Linked DNA regions of Mus musculus: region 2 is linked to region 1. The links are chromatin contacts, called in public Hi-C maps. All regions are on one chromosome and are shown on one strand. Each heading gives the region's core, a stretch centred on a gene start, on an enhancer-like site or on the middle of the called end of the contact. The rest is flanking DNA. Distances are from core to core; before and after follow the strand shown.

What was found. A called contact is a pair of places that touch in the nucleus more often than the background predicts.
Region 2: a contact with region 1 is called in a Hi-C map of cerebral cortex, with 3 times the contacts expected there. The contact joins two enhancer-like sites. A contact is called at or near these places in 3 of 484 Hi-C or Micro-C datasets (cerebral cortex, embryonic stem cells and ventral hippocampal neurons), 6 of 115 datasets of contacts at active chromatin or transcription factors (embryonic basal ganglia, embryonic forebrain, embryonic midbrain and 3 more) and 3 of 9 other capture datasets (embryonic stem cells, embryonic tail and embryonic trunk).

Annotation. Positions count from the first base shown.
Region 1 is chr9:46,389,660-46,394,375 of GRCm38.p6, forward strand. Gm31432 (a long non-coding RNA gene) reads left to right here. Exons shown (of 4, transcript XR_379351.4): 1 at 1-622. Among named protein-coding and RNA genes, the nearest start is that of Gm31432, 2.6 kb to the left of the region's middle. Within about 2 kb of position 3,427, at least 16 of the 459 cell types and tissues checked have an H3K27ac peak or open chromatin away from gene starts, as enhancers often do. A contact at or near this core is called in cerebral cortex, where this site is marked.
Region 2 is chr9:46,700,846-46,705,815 of GRCm38.p6, forward strand. No RefSeq gene overlaps it. Among named protein-coding and RNA genes, the nearest start is that of Gm22805, 73 kb to the left of the region's middle. Within about 2 kb of position 2,931, at least 31 of the 459 cell types and tissues checked have an H3K27ac peak or open chromatin away from gene starts, as enhancers often do. A contact at or near this core is called in cerebral cortex, where this site is marked.

The DNA.
Region 1 (4,716 bases), core at 2,177-4,676:
CATCTCTTTGTCTCTCTCATCCCCCCCCCCCACCTCCGCGGATCTCCCCGCCCCCTGTCCCAGCGTCTGCTTCCTCTTTCTTTTCCCTCCACACCTCTCTTGCTTTTACCTCTCCGATTTCTCTGGGCTAGCCTTGTATCTTTTTCTCTTTGTAATCTTCCAGTTAGAATTCATGTTTCTCCTTCAGGAAGCAGAGACAAAGATTCTGTCTTAGGTTTCCCGGCCCCGCCCTTCTCAGCAAGCTCGCTCTTTAGGGTTTGGTGCTAGCAGGCTTTTTGTAGCCTAGCAACAAGTACTAAGTTCAGAGTCCAAAGCAAGGACCAGAGCAAGCTCAGTTCTGGTCGGGCATGAGTGAACATGAGGTGCTGGAGGGAAGAGAGAGCAGGACCCCAGGCTAGCTTGTGTACCCCACTTCCCAAAGGCACCAGATATAAGGATGTCCCGAGAAGCCGAGAAGCCCGGCAAAAGCCGAGGTGAGGGCAGAGATGAGCTGCCATGGATCAGCTGTCTGTTGGCAGAACTTTTCTGTAGCTGCCCCTGCCTGTGATCTACAGGTGCCCCTGCCGGTGTCACACCAGTCAGTGCGTCCCAGGACCCCGGTACAGGACTTGGCATACGGCAGGTACACTGTGGGTGTGTTTCCATTCTGTCTGTGCTTGGAGGGAGGTGCACAGGGCTTTTGGACTCCTTGACAGATAGCATTTGGTAATATCTGTAACAAAAAGCTTCTTCTAGGAACCTTTTGAGGGACTTTTCCAGACAAATTATTAATATTTTTCGTTCAGGAATTATTTAGCTATTCCCTCTGCTGAAAAAAAAATCACTTTTCTTTTAGTCATTGATGTCTGTACTTAGACACAGTAGGTGGATTCCGTTGTTCAGTGTGGTCATTACAGCTTAATGCAGCCGTTCTCAACCTGCAGGTCGCAACCCCTTCAGCGAACCTCTATCTCCAAAAATATTTACATTATGGTTCATAACAGAAGCAAAATTACAGCTATGAAGTAGCAACAAGAATAATTTTTATGGCTGGGGGTCACCTCAACACGAGGAACTGTATTAAAGGGTTGCAGTGTTAGGAAAAGTGAGAACCATTGGCTTAATGCATCTTTATGTTTCTAGAGTAACAGAGATGTTCCAGAGGTCTCTAAAAATGAGACCTTGTACTCATTTGGGCCTCCTTGCCCTCTTGCTTTGGCTTTACTATTTCTAGAGTTTTCTCTCTGTGTGTCTCTAGATTAAACACCTGGGAGACTGAGCTGTTACGATGGCATTCAAGGTCTCCTGGAGACAGGGACAAGGGGACTTCAGGATATGTTTCTCGCCCATCCAGGCCTGATGACCCCAGTGAGTCCCTTCTGGTTGCTAGAGCGGGATCTGCCTAGCTTCTGTCCCATTCTCAGGTGGAGACAAGGAACCAGAACCAGGGGTTGGCATAGCTCAGAAAACTGGACAGAGAGGAGGGTGGTCCATGCTGTTTTGTTGATCTCAGTTCCCTTACAAGTACCCGATCACACATCTGCACTGCATCAGCTCTGGGCCATCCCTCAACCCCTCATGCTACCTGCCTTCTCATCATAGTGGTCATTTCTCTTTCCTTTCCTTTCTTTTTCCTTTCCTCCCCGCCTCTCTCTTTCTTCAGGGTTTCGTGTAGCCCAGGCTGGCCTTGACCTTACTATGTAGTCAAGGATGACCTCAAACTTCTGATACCCTCTCCTCCACCTCCCAAGTGCTGGGATTGCAGGGGTGTGCCGCCATGTCTGGTTATGCAATGCTTGGGGTTGAACCCTGTGCATGCTGGGTGAGCACGTCTCCAGCTTATAGCACTGCCCTTTAAAAAGGGATGCGGGCCTCACACTCTCCAGGGAGCACTCCCCAAGTCATTCATTCACTTATACAACATGTGTTCACGGACAAGTTTCCTGCGTGCGACCACAGACACTGAGACCACCTTAGCACATAGGACTGTGAACTTCCTGCAACACTTAATGTGGGAGACAGATTGCAAGCAGAAAACCAGGTGCTGTGGGTGACAGTTCCAGTCAGAGTCAGGGAGAACCCTGCTGTTCTTTCAAGAGAGGCCCCTTCTTCATGGGAAGTTCTAGTTCATTTTGGCCACCAGCTACTGCTGCCACGTTGGAGATGTCTCTGAGCCAATTCTCCTCATCTGGGCAAGAACGCGTCCCTTTCTATTCTAAGATGATTATGTCTCCATTTAAAAGCAAATTTGCCTTCAGACAGATTTACAAACAGAAATTATATTTCCAGATGGGCATTGTAGAAATGTAGGGAATTTTAATTAAGCTTAAAGAAAAGCAAGAGGTAGGGGAAGAGATGGCTCAGTCAGTAAAGTGCAAGCCTGAGGACGCGAGTTCAGATCTCCACACCCACACAAAAGCCAGCTACAGGAGTACAGTCATAAGGAAGTGGAGACAGGAGGATTGCTGGGACTCAATGGCTGCCCAGTCTAGCTAAGCATAACAACTCCAGAGTTAGTGAGAGACAATGTCTCAGAAAAGCAAAGTGGAGAGTGATTAAAGAAGTCTTCAGATTTGACCTCTGACCTGTACACACATGTACACAGACACATGTACATACACATACATATACACATGTACACATATCTACACATATACATATAAATACACATTCAGAGACACACATATGCACACAAAGTGTCCACATATGTACACACATGTACACACATATACATGTATACACACATAATGCACATACTTCACACACTACATGCATACCATGTACACATGCCACATACACATGTAATACACATACACAACACACACCAAACACACACATTAAACACACCATACACATTCTCATAAACACACATATGTACATACACACATTCACACATACACATGTACACACATATTTATACATACAACACACAATACATACCATACACACACACACACAAATATCACACACAAAATACACATATAACAAACAACACATACTATACAAACCACACATACACACACATACCACACACATCACACACACACACACACACACACACACACACACACACACACACCCATCACTCCCACGTCCACTTTTCAGGGGCAGCACGGGCCTGAGCTGGTAAAAGCCTGTGATTCCCTCTCGACTCACCTTCCTGTCTCTGCCCTGTGCTTGGCTCACTGCCCACCCAGGGAACCTCAGAACCCTGGAACTTTGGGACCATGCCATCTCCAAAGGCCAAGGGGCCCTCTGTGGGTCCTTGCGCGCGACTGGTGTCTTAGGGATGCCTTCTGTGACCACTGAGTGTCCCTCTCCCGGGGGAACTCATAGGACAGGTGCACCGGGAAGAAGGCAGGCTGCAGGTACCTGGTAGGACCCTAGGACCGGCGCTGGGACCCGGCTGCCCCGCCTGGCAGCTGGGAAGCAATTCCGTGAGGGGCCGATAGATGGCGGCACTACACCGCTCCCAGCCCGCACTGCAGACACCGGCAGGACCAGGGCCGGCAGGTGGACAGGTGTGTGTGCTGGGCCCAGGAAGGGTTTGCCCTTTTTTATTCAAAGCTCTGGAGGTGGGCGCTATGGCTTTGGCCTGGTTCCATTGAACATGTGGCTCTTGAGGCCGCCATACAGAGCGACAGGTAAAATCGCTGCACACTGACAAGAGTTCAGCCCAGACTGGAGTTCCCACACTGCCCCCTAAACCTCCAGGGTTATTTGCTGTATCAGAGCAGAGCAAAGCAGGAGCGGGCCCAGAGACCCTAGCTAATCCTGTGGGGGAAGGACAGAGGCAGAAGGGACAGAGAAGGCTATGACACGTGGCTCCGTTCTCTCTGCCTACCTGCCAGGTCTAGCTCTACCACTTACTGGCTGGGTTACCTTTGGGTAAATTACTCAGCCTCTCTGAGTTTTCCCATCTCTAAACAGAGAGCAATGACGATAATGGCAGGTTTGATTGTTTCTCTTTTAATGATAGCCCTGAGCCCACCTCCTTGGACTAAGCCAAGAAGAAGTATTTCTTAGTTCTTACTTCTCAGCATTCCCTGGCTCTCATCATCTGCATGTTTGCCGTTTGTTTTAGACAGAGTCATGTAGACCAGACTAGTTTTGAACGCACTTGTAACCAAAGATGACCTTGAACCCTTTCTTCCTGTCTCTATCCACGCCCACCGCCCCGCCCCGCCCTGCCCCTGCCTTGCAACTGCTAAGATTATAGGTGTGCTGGAATCATACCCAGAGGTGCTGGGATTATACCTAGGGTCTCATGCATTCTAGGCATGCGCTCTATCGTCTCAGCCCCAGCCCTAGCCCCCGCCACAGCCTTTTTCTGAGGGTGGGGGTGGGTGAGGCGGGGCTGGTGTAGGCACACACTCCAGTGAGGCATCCACTCTTATTAATGAACAAAGTGGGGCTGCGGAGATGAAACACATCACTTACGGGCCACACTGTCACAGGCTGGGATCCAAACAGGTGTCCAACCCTGGACAGCAGGCACCTGTCAGGCCCCCTGCTTGCTTTTGTTTAGCTGCTTGAGCCCTTCCCTGTGGCTCCCACCCCAGCGGCACTGTCTGGGTGATTTGGGTGCTTTGGTGATGTTGTTTGGCTTCTGAGCATGTGGGGCAAAGGGCAGGCCAGCCTCAGCTGCCCTGGGGTGGGTGTCCTCCGCACTGGGCAGGAGAGGAAGGAGGCTGATGTCAACTCCAATGGTGGCCCCTCCCCTCCAGGGCTGACTTG
Region 2 (4,970 bases), core at 1,681-4,180, 310 kb after region 1:
TTACTTGTTTGTTTGTTTGTTTGTTTTTCCGAGACAGGGTTTCTCTGTGTAGCCCTGGCTGTCCTGGAACTCACTCTGTAGACCATGCTTGGTCTCGAACTCAGAAATCTGCCTGCCTCTGCCTCCCAAGCACTGGGATTAGAGGTGTGTACCACCATGCCTGGCTATTCCTTAGCTAACTTATTGGTTGTAGCTGCATTGAACCATGTTAGTGATTTATTGAGAATTTATTTATATATACACCTTTAACTGATAGTAATCTGACTGTAAGATAGCAGGCAAAGAGGGGAGGTCAGAGGGAAGGAGGAGAGAGAGAGAGAGAGAGAGAGAGAGAGAGAGAGAGAGAGAGAGAGAGAAAGAGAGAGAGAGAGAGAAGAAAGGAGAGGGGAGAGAGAGAGGGAGAGACAGGAAAAGAGGAGGTGGGAGAGAGGTAGAGGGAGAGAAACAGAGAGAAGATGAAGAGGAAGGAAGAGAGAGGGAGAAGATGAGGAGAGAGGGAGAGGGGAGGGGACAGGGACAGATGATAGGAAGCATTGCATTCTTCACCTAAGGAAGGGTTAAAGCATTGCTCAGTCATGATGGGGCGTGGGGGTGGGGGATGGGGGTGGGGGGTGAGGGAGGTGGGTGAGTTCTGTGGAGAAGGTAGATACTAAGGCACCTGATAAATTCCTACTCATAGCAGATTAGGAGCTAAATAAATGTTGAATAAACATATGAACTGTGTAGCCCCACCTCAGAAAGACTCCACCACTTATTTATTTATTTATTTATTTATTTATTTATTTATTTATTTATTTATTCATTCATTCATTCATTCACTCACTCACTCACTCACTCAGTCACTCACTCACTCACTCACTCACTCACTTACTTACTTACTGTGTGTATGGGGGAGTTACCCCATTTAAAGGTCAGAGGACAACTTGTGGGAATCAGTTCTCACCGTCTACCACATGAGAACCAGGGATCAAACTCAGCCTGCTTGGGAGCGAGTGTTTTTTTCTTCTGGGAATCTCGCCGGCTCCATTCCACAATTTTGGAAGCGAGAACATCAGTTTGGTGTGGATTAAAACACATCGCAGGGACTCTATGTTCTCAGTGATCAGGAGAAAGGAACACGAATATCTTCCTTTCCCTACCTCATGTCACAACCAGCCTTACGTCCTTGTTAAATCCATCCAAGAAGCAGAACCGCTATACAGAATGTGGTGGGCACTCCTTCTTCATGCCCACTGAAGGTTTAGCAGGGTGGGCCCTCCTGAGCTCTCTGAGCCTGCCCTGTAGGGGGTGTGTCAGTTGGGAGGTTATCCAGGTTAGTCCTCCTTCCCCTTTCCTCCACCTCTAAGGCTGATGCTGCAGCCTTCCTCCCTGCCTGCTGTAACAGGCTCATCAGTGCCCTGCCTGGGGAGCTCAAGGAGAGCACCTCCCTCTCATCCCCAGGCAGCGCCAAGAGGACCGCTCCCACCAGCAGCATCCTGTAAATGGCGCTACTAAATATTTCATTCAGGCTTAACAACTCAATCTGCCTGCCATTATCCTGAGGGCCCCCGCAGCCCCCCAACCCCTTTCTGATTAACAAAGTAGCTGGCCGGGAAGATCTGCCGAAGCCATCATCGGACGGACGCTGTGTTAGCTGGTGCTCAGGGCGGGCTGGGCTGAGGCTCAGCATTAAGCAGGAAGCATCGATTGCAGCATTAGCTGGCTTTTTACATTCCCAGGCAGACAATGCAAGTACCTTCAATTATCTTCAAAGCAACTGAAGGGAAGGAAATTGGTCTTAGATGTGGTAAATAGACTCCACAAAGTCCGCTGAAGCATGCAGAGATGTGCGCACTGGGGACAGAGAGGCCTAGCCAACAAGCCCCTGCCATAGCTGCTCAGAATACAGACAACTATGGCAGGGGTCCCGTGCCTGTGAGAACATAAAAGGGTGTCCCGGCCAGGCTGTCAAATGCCAAGGCAGCTGTGGGAGAGATGTGACCCTAGGAGAGCAACGAACCCTCTCAAGGCTCATTTTCTATATTAGTGACTATTTGGGCTAATGGCAGCTACTTTACATGGAGCTGATCTTGATTTCAGGTTTCTGTCTTCTTCAGGTTGCCCACCTTCCCCTGCGCCCCCTCCCCTCGCATCCCCAGTTCTTAGCATGCGGTTAGTTGTGGGGGTTCAAGTCTACACTTCCCACTCTGCTAGCTGCCATTGACATTGACAGTGTTTGTTTTAGGGAAGGGGCGTGGCACCGCTAAGAGGCTGGTGAAAGCTTTGTCCATCTGCCCATGGAAGAGCTCACAACGGCACAAAAGAGTGGGATAGAGGTTTGAGCCTAGCCTGGACTACACCAGTGAAACCCTGTCTCAAAACCAAAATAATCCCAAGAGTCAAAACAAAAATAAGTGCCTAAAACACACAAAGACACAATTTCCCTGTGATTTCAAGATTTCAAAGAATGTAATGAGAATGAAGCTGGAATCCCTATACCAGTGTTTGCACCCATAGACGACGTGTGACTCACAATCGGAATATGTCTGCGGACTGCTTGAATAACTTCAAAGAGGCATTCCAGCTCTGTCTGTTTAGAATTCAATTCTATTCAAAAAGCATCCGGGGGAGTGCTTACTGTGGAGAAGGCTCTGGACTGGATCCTGTGGAGAATACAAGGATGCGAGTCCCACCCACAGGGCAGGGAATGAGACACAGAAACACAGGGCAGGGACTCTAGAGGTTACAGTTGAGGTTCATCCATTTGAAGGGTCCCCTTGCTGACCTTCCAAGAAACAACTCCCGGGGGTAAGAGGTTTGTGTCTTCCCGTTCAGGCTGACCCTGGAGATTTTAGTGGGCAAACATTTGGGACTGACTGAGAGAAAAGGAGAGTGCGTGGTAGTATGTGCTGTATAGGTTCTCACCCTTGATGCTGGGTAGAGCGCGAGGGCCCAGCAGCTAACACCTGCTCAGTGCTGTCCAGTACCCCTGCTGGGTTAATCTATTCAGCAGGGGCATCATTATGCATGGACAATTTACATAATTTCACCAAGCCTCTGATTGCAGGGCGCTCAAGTGCCTATTTTGGAAGCTGGCAAGAGAGTATGTCTTTGTCTTTTCAGGCCATGGAGAGGGTGCGATGTGGGAGGCCAGACCTGCTTGTGTAAAGCTGGCCCTGCTCCTAGAACTGGCTCTCTGGGGCAGAGTCTACGAAAGTGAGCGGAAGTTTCCTCTCGGGGGCTTGTTTCAGGAGAAGTAGCCCATTCCCACCCCAGCCTGTTTCCGTTTCCTTGCTTGTAACGACTTCCTTTTAAAAGGATAAAACCCCTCGTGGACGTTTTAAGGAGTTAAGTAACTATCAGCAATGGCTCCTGTTGGGGCTGTTTGGATTTGAAAAGAAAATACTGAGATGTAAAGATATCAATATTTAATTGTCTCTCGAAGCCTGCATTTACAGCAGGGAGTAGCAAGTCTTTTCTGAGTGCATGGGCACGTGTGCGTGTGCACCCCAGCATGTGAACATGTGTGCGTGGTGGTAGTGGCTGCCACGGTGGGGGTTGTTTAACAGAGGAGAAAATTTCAGGAGCCTTATGCATAGTCACTGTCATTTCTTATTTAACTCTGCTCCCCATCTCAAAAAGTAAGGGCTGACAGGGCATGAATTCTTTTTGATTAACTCAACCAATAAGTGCAGGACACTTGGGTGGCCCTTCTTTGCCCATAAGACAGAATGAACCTTATAAAAATAGAAGAAGTTTGTGGAGCTGCCTGATGCCATAGCTCCCACTCAGATGCTGGGCTGTGAGAAAGGCTGGCCTAGGCAGGGCTCATCTTCCCCCGCTCCAACCTTGCATGGTTCCTGGAACATGACAGATGCTCAATAAATCCGTGTTGAGTGGTTGTTGGACTCTTTAAGCATTCCCTCTAGCTTTGTGGTCATTTTCTGCCCACACGGCTTCTCCCAAATGCTTGGCAGTTTCCCAGAAAAAGACACATACATCCCAGAGAAAGAAAAGAGACTCAGAGTAGTTAATGGGGCCCTGAGAGTATAGAAAGCTGGACTAGGAAAAGGGAGAGCCTAAAGCCCTGTGATCTCTTTCACGTGGTACCATTAGAGAGTTTTGTATGAGACCCTGGAAGGAGCTTTTGGTCTTCTGGAGAGGAGAACTGTGAATATTCACCAAAGGAACGTTTCAGGGGAGGAAGGAAAATGAGGTTCTCCACCGTGGTGGGCAAGGACAAAAATGGTCCCTACCTCCTTGTAATATATGTTACGAGGAGCTCCTGCCTCTGCCAACAAAATGTCTTAGGCTAGGTAATCTGTACATGGTGGCTATTTCTTTTTCATAGTTTTGCATGTTGGGAAGTCCAAGGACAAGGTGACAGACAGCAGGCTGAGTGTTGGTATGGGTCTTTCAAGATGGCATTTTTGGGAGATTCTCTAGAGGGGCCAAATGCTTCAAGAGGCAGATGAGGTGGGAGGGGCAGAAGGGGCAACCCCTTCCTAAAGCCCCTTCTGAAGGGTCCTAACTCCATCAGTATGAACTTTGTCCCTTTTAAACCACCTCTTACATGCCCTGATCCTTAATACTATTATGTGGGGAATTAAGTGTAAATACATGAATTGTGCCCATACTTAATTTCATATTACAGACACCCCCATCTTATAAAGATGCTGGATAAACCTTTGTCAGGGGTCTTCAGGATTTTCCTGAGGTATCAGGAAAGAATAAAATGGCATGCAAAGTAGAAACAGAAAGCTCTTAAATGTGTCAATGATGCCTTCACAATGTTGAGGCCATACTCAGCTTATTTCCTTTGGAGGATCTTCACAGATTCCAGGGAGAAGTCAGGCAGGTTAGAAGAAGGGGCATGCTACCTCCATGTCTGTGGGTGTGTTTCCAAATGTATGATAAAAGAAGAAGAAGAAGAAGAAGAAGAAGAAGAAGAAGAAGAAGAAGAAGAGGAAGAAGAAGAAGAAGAAGAAGAA